Linked DNA regions of Sus scrofa: region 1 is linked to region 2. The links are chromatin contacts, called in public Hi-C maps. All regions are on one chromosome and are shown on one strand. The core of a region is the stretch at or near the end of the contact, and the rest is flanking DNA. Distances in the headings are between cores, read along the strand shown. Region 1 holds the start of MOGS (mannosyl-oligosaccharide glucosidase). Region 2 holds the start of LOC100513982 (retinol dehydrogenase 12-like).

Region 1 (2,914 bases), core at 189-2,688, 46 kb after region 2:
ACAGGGACACCAAAGGGAGGGCAGACGTACCTGAGGCCTGGGTGACCAAGGAGGATAGAAAACACAGCATTAGGTGAGCAGTCTCGCCCCTGAGAATCAGCCTTAGTAAGGGAAAGGGACACCAGGCAAAAGCAACCTAGTAAACAATGTAACATTTGGCAGTGTTGAGAGTCACTGAGGGTGAGCACCAGGGGGATGAGAGAAAGCTTTGCACAGGGTTCTCTGGGAAATAATAGTACTTTTGTGCCATGGACTATGCTGAAAACTCTGCATGTCATTTCCTTTAATTCTTACAATCCTGGGAGTTAGGTGCTGTTTTGGTTTCCATTTTACAGACAAGAAAACCAAGGCTTAGAGACAGTAACAAGAGATGGTCATACAGGCAACAGATTCAAACCAGGCAGCAGGACTCAGAGCCCCTGCTATTAACCCCCACTTTATCCCGTTTTTGCTGGCAGCAAAGGAAGGGTGGAGGGAGGCTGGGTTGGGGGAAGGGTGTCCTGCGGGCCCTGACCTGAGGCTCTACAGTCACTCTCCAGCTCCAGTCCCCTCCGTGCTGACCCCCAGGCCTCTTGACGAACTCAGTGGTGAGCCTTAAGGCCCCATCCTGGATGTGTTGCCGCCCGAAGGAGACACCGTCGTGGAACTCCCAGCCATAGGGACCCACGCCGTCCCCCTGCTCACACGTGTGCCTGAGCTTAGGGGTCCCTGGGGTGGTGCCTTGCTGCGCCCACATCAGTCCTGGGGGTAGAAGGGCCACGTAAGTCAAAGAGCATGCAGAGGACCTATCCCTCTGGGTCGCTGAGAACTCCAGGGTTATCCCTCTTCGTAAGTCTCCTGATCCGCTCCTCACCACCCTGGCTCTGGCGCGAAGCTGGGGCGCCCAGATTAAGTGCCCGCGTGCCTGCCCGCCCCAGGTCCAGGTTACCGGTGAGGAGGGGCTGCGGGCTGCGGGTCTTCATGCCGAAGTAGACGTGAGGGCGGTAGGTCCCCCAGAAGAGGTCCGGAGCTACAGAAGGGCTGGAAGAGTCGGGAGGCAGCGCCGGGGACGCGGAGTGCAGCGTGACCGCCCGCCGCACACGGTGCCAAGCCAGCAGCCAGGATCCCGACAGGCCCAGGACCAGAGATAGGACCAGGACCGCCAGAGCCACCCCCCGAACTGCGCCGCGGGCGCTGCCGCCTCGGCCATCCCGTCGCGCGGGGCCGCCTCGAGCCGCCCTCTCAGCGGTCCGCGCTCCGTCCGCCGGCGCCCCGCGGCGCCGCCTCTCGCCCCGAGCCATCCTGGCACGGAGGTCAGGGTCGAGGGCGCCCAGAGAAGCGGCAACGGAGCCGGGGTCCTGCCTCGCCTCCGCTCCCGCGCCGCGCCGGGCGACCACTGATCTGTCAGCGGCACCTGCCGGCCGGTGCCTCCCGCTCCGCTTCCTTCTCTCGCCGGAAGTCCCGCCCCGCCACGTCAGGCTGAGCCCCACAGCCCGGAACTGCCATCCCCGGAGTGGGCCCGCTGGGCCGCCTTCACTGATGGGCGATTATCTGGCGTTGTCATGGAGTTCACAGGCTAGTAGGAAAAACCAATCTCGCATTTCTTTTTTTTTTTCTTTTAATAACGACTGTATATTAAGAGCCTGAGACGCTATCCTGAGTGTTTTACATTTAACTGTTCCTACAAAAACAAAAACGAAACACCTTGGGAGTTTCCCTTATGGCTCAGTGGGTTAAGAACCTGGCATGAGAGGATGCGGGTTCGATCCTTGGCCTCAATCAGTGGGTTAAGCGTCTGGCGCCCAGTAGGTCCCAGATGCGTCTTGGATGGGTGTTGATGTGGCTGTGGTGTACCTCTGCAGCTGCAGCTCTGATTCAACCCCTAGCCTAGGAATTTACATCTGCCACAGTTGCAGCCTTAAAAACAAAACAAAAACATTTAACTGCTCCCCACATCACCCCTCTCAGGTGGCAGAAAACTGGCTTAGAAAGTTCAAGTGGAGTTCCCGTCGTGGCGCAGTGGTTAACGAATCCGACTAGGAACCATGAGATTGCGGGTTCAATCCCTGGCCTTGCTCAGTGGGTTAAGGATCCGGCGTTGCCTTGAGCTGTGGTGTAGGTTGCAGACACGGCTCTTGGATCCCGAGTTGCTGTGGCTCTGGCGTAGGCCGGTGACTACAGCTCTGATTCGACCCCTAGCCTGGGAAATATGCCGCAGGAAGTGGCCTTCGAAAAGGCAAAAAGACAAAAAAAAAAAAGTTCAAATAACTTGGCCCTGGCCACAGAGCTAGGAAGTGTTTAGCTTGGAGCTTAGCTATAACTGAATCAGGCTGCATCATATAGTCCACACCCATGCCTTCTTGCCTAATGGAGTGTTCCCAGGAAGAAGCCTAAGAACTGTTCCAGCAGTGTCTCTAAGCGTCCCTGTGACTTTAGATAGGTAGTATCTCCACACAGTCTAGAATTAATTATCTAGATGAACCCTAAAAGGACCATAGTGGTGATGCATGTACTTCCCACCCCCACCCCCTTTTCTACAATCCAGGAAGCAAAGGTAATTTTATATCCAGGTCAGGGAAGGCTGTAGGAAGTAGGTAGCAAGGAGGCAGCGTCTGCACCTCACACTGGCCAAGAAGTGTCAACATTACCTTTTTTTTTTTTTTTTTTTTGTCTTTTTGCCTTTTCTAGGGCTGCACCGGCAGCATGTGGAGGTTCCCAGGCTAGGGGTGTAATCAGAGCTGTAGCCACCGGCCTATGTCAGAGCCACAGCAACATGGGATCCGAGTGGAGCCTGCGACCTACACCACAGCTCACAGCAATGCTGGATCCTTAACTCACTGAGCAAGGCCAGGGATCAAACCTGAAACCTCATGGTTACTCTGTTCCCACTGCTCCACGATGGGAACTCCTGAACATTACATTTGATGGTGGTTCA
Region 2 (2,844 bases), core at 251-2,750:
GTTAACCACTGAGCCACGACGGGAATGTCCTCAATTTTCTTTTCAAGAGGCGATTAGACAATCCAGAGAAAATATTAGGGAGAATGTGCCTGCTGCCCACTGCCCCCCTCCCTGAAAAACCCAAACCACCTTAATCCCACTGGCCTAGTGCCACCCTCAAGACGTTTTGTTGAGATGACTGACTCTACTGGGCTGCCTAGAACTCAGAGCTGGGGGGAGGAGAGGTGGGATGTCGATCTTATATCCTCTCACTGGTTATATCTGGGGCTGAGTGATTCCATTACCAGCCTTCTAATCCTGACTGGTGCCTGGTGGGTTCCCTGTTGTGTCTAGGAAAAGCATCCGAGGTCATCACTCAGCAAGTGTCCAGGTGCCAAGGGAAAAGAGGTGAGACAGTAAGCCTCGAAAACACCGGGGGAATGGAGAAGCGTGGGCAGCACAGAAGGTAAGCACCCATCCTTCCTTACCTTGGAGCAGATTTGTGAGCAGAAAAGGCCCAATGTAGTTGGTGGCAAAGGTGAGATCAAGACCCTCCGGGGTACGTGTTCTTGGGAATCCTGGAAGGAGATGAAAATGTAGGTGGTGGGTGATGGAGTGACAACTCTGAGGAAGACAAAATCTGGGGAGAATATATTGGGGTTCAGTGGAAATGCCACAGGAGCATGTATGCTGAAGATGGAGGCAATGATGTTTGAGGCTATAACTTAAGGTAGACTTTTTAGGATAGTGTCTGAATTAGTATTTCCATGGGATGTACAGGTTAGGCTTGGAGGATACCTGAGCAAGAAAGGAGGCTCCAGAAATGTGTTGAGGGGAAGCAAATCAAGGCACATACCAGAGACACCAGCATTGTTAACCAGTAGATGTATCTCAGGAGACTCTCGCAGAAGCCACTGAACAAAGCTCCGGATGGAGGCCATAGAGCTCAGGTCCACCCCACCAAGCAGGAGGCGGTTGCTCCTGGTGGCTGCTTGTATCTCAGTCAGGGCTCCCTGTCCACGCTCACGGCTACGGCAGGCCAGGATCACACGTGCTCCGCGACGAGCCAGCTCCTGGGACACAGCCTTCCCAATGCCTGTGGGAAGGCAGCTTCAGAGAAGGCTAGTCTGGGGAGTCACCAGAGGACAGTGGAGCAAGGGGGGTTGGGGGGGGACAAAGTTTCTGATAGTGGGTGCTGGTCCTCCTCCTGCCCTCCCTGTTGAGGCTGTTGGAGGCTAGGGTCCTTAGGGAGGTGTCAGGGTTGGAAGAGCACTCACCACTGTTGGCTCCAGTCACCACCGCTGTCTTCCCAGTCAGATCTGTGGAGCAGCCTTGGAGGTCCCAAAGATGGATCTTATACCAGATCTGTACACCTAGTCTAAGCAGAGGGACCAGAATGAGGAGGACAAAGCCAAGACCCCAGACAGGGCTGCTGAGCAGAGACCACAGAGACATGGCAGAGAATGCTGGCCTGCCACTGGAAGTGCTGCCCACTGGGAGAGTGGGAAAACAAATAAGGACTAGCCAAAAGGTTGTTGTAGAGTACTAGGCACAAAATTTAAGGAGGCACGCATACTTGGATGTGTTCAAGCACCCCGTTTGAAAGTGAAAGTGAATTCCTCCTTAAATTGTTTTCCCTAGCTACCCAATTGCCTCACTCCAATGCTGGTTCAAGTCAAAGATCAGGAGAGTCAGGGCTTCCCAGAATAGGTTCAAATTTGCCTCCCAGTGAAACTTGGATTTGCACTTTAAGGTGAATTGACAGAGCTCCAGAGACTGGAAATCAAATTCAGGTCTTTTTTTTTTTTTTTTCTCCACCATCCATGGCATGTAGAAGTTCCTGGGCCAGGGGTGGAATGTGAGCCACAGCAGCAACCTGAGCTGCTACAGGGACAAGGGATCCTTAACCCGCTACACCACCAGGAATCTCCCAAATTCCTCATGTCCTGAATCACTTCCTCCCCCCTAGTGGAAGGACAATCTCTAAGTTCTCTAAACTGAGGCAGACTCTACTTGCAACCCTTATATGTGCTCCTTGGTGGAGAGGGGGATGATTCTCTAGAATGCCTCAGCCTCTCTGGCCCTAAAGCAGAGTCTCCTAAGCATAGTCATGCAATTACCCCTGGAGCCAATGTTCTATATCCCTGACCTCTCCAGTTCAGTGAGAACACACACTTGGAAGAAACTGACAGAGACACAGGCCAATTCCTAAGACAACTCAGGTGTTTATTTCCAGCAAGTAGACAGAAGGAGGGTAGGAGTCCCACCGCCTGAGGTTCAGGGCTCATAATGGAGCAGGTGGTTGAAGGGGAGTGACCACATTTTGGGCGTTGAGTTGTTCACGATCTGTGCCACAGTCACCTGTGGTTCTGGGGCACCTGTGTGGATGGGAGGAGAGGTGCTGCCTTTTTTGTCCTCCTGTTGAGGTTCAGCAGAGCTGAGCAGCTCCTGGGTGGTTGGGTTCCACATGCTCACACCAGGAGCCAACTTTAAGGCTTCAGGCAGCAACATCGGCTTCCACATCACCTGGGATGTGGCCTCAAGAACTTGGGGCGCGGGATGAGGCCACTTGTGAGGATCCTGGCTCTCCCGGTACCCAGGGTCCAGGCCCTGAGGAGGTATGCGGGTGCGGCCGGCCCACAGCTCGCCCAGCAATTCGGCCTCCCCTTCCCAGCCGCTGGGCCACTTGGCACCTGGCCATAGTTTGGGACTAGGACTGTGGGCCACATCTGGGAGCACCGAGTGTGTGATGGGAAAGCGGAGCCTGGAACTGGGGAAGGGCAGCTTTGAACCAAAGCCTGGCGATGGTAGGCCTGAGCTTAAAGTGGGGAATTGGAGTCTGCGGCCGGGGGCCAAGGCTCGGAA

Evidence for each region. Hi-C and Micro-C count contacts between places; a contact is called where the count stands out from the background.
Region 1: a Hi-C map of skeletal muscle shows a contact between it and region 2, with 4 times the contacts expected there. The contact joins the promoter of MOGS here to the promoter of LOC100513982 in region 2. A contact is called at or near these places in 3 of 5 promoter capture datasets (fetal liver and liver), 25 of 47 Hi-C or Micro-C datasets (adipose tissue, alveolar macrophages, blood and 13 more) and 2 of 2 datasets of contacts at active chromatin or transcription factors (alveolar macrophages and skeletal muscle).

What each region holds. Positions count from the first base shown.
Region 1 is chr3:68,576,731-68,579,644 of Sscrofa11.1, reverse strand. MOGS (mannosyl-oligosaccharide glucosidase) reads right to left here and starts at 1,438. Exons shown (of 4, transcript XM_003124990.3): 1 at 929-1,438; 2 at 515-741; 3 at 1-37. The coding sequence starts at 1,280.
Region 2 is chr3:68,622,766-68,625,609 of Sscrofa11.1, reverse strand. LOC100513982 (retinol dehydrogenase 12-like) reads right to left here and starts at 1,500. Exons shown (of 6, transcript XM_005662442.3): 1 at 1,257-1,500; 2 at 836-1,075; 3 at 468-557. The coding sequence starts at 1,434. It overlaps C3H2orf81 (chromosome 3 open reading frame, human C2orf81), which reads right to left. Exons shown (of 4, transcript NM_001244876.1): 4 at 2,185-2,844. The coding sequence ends at 2,257.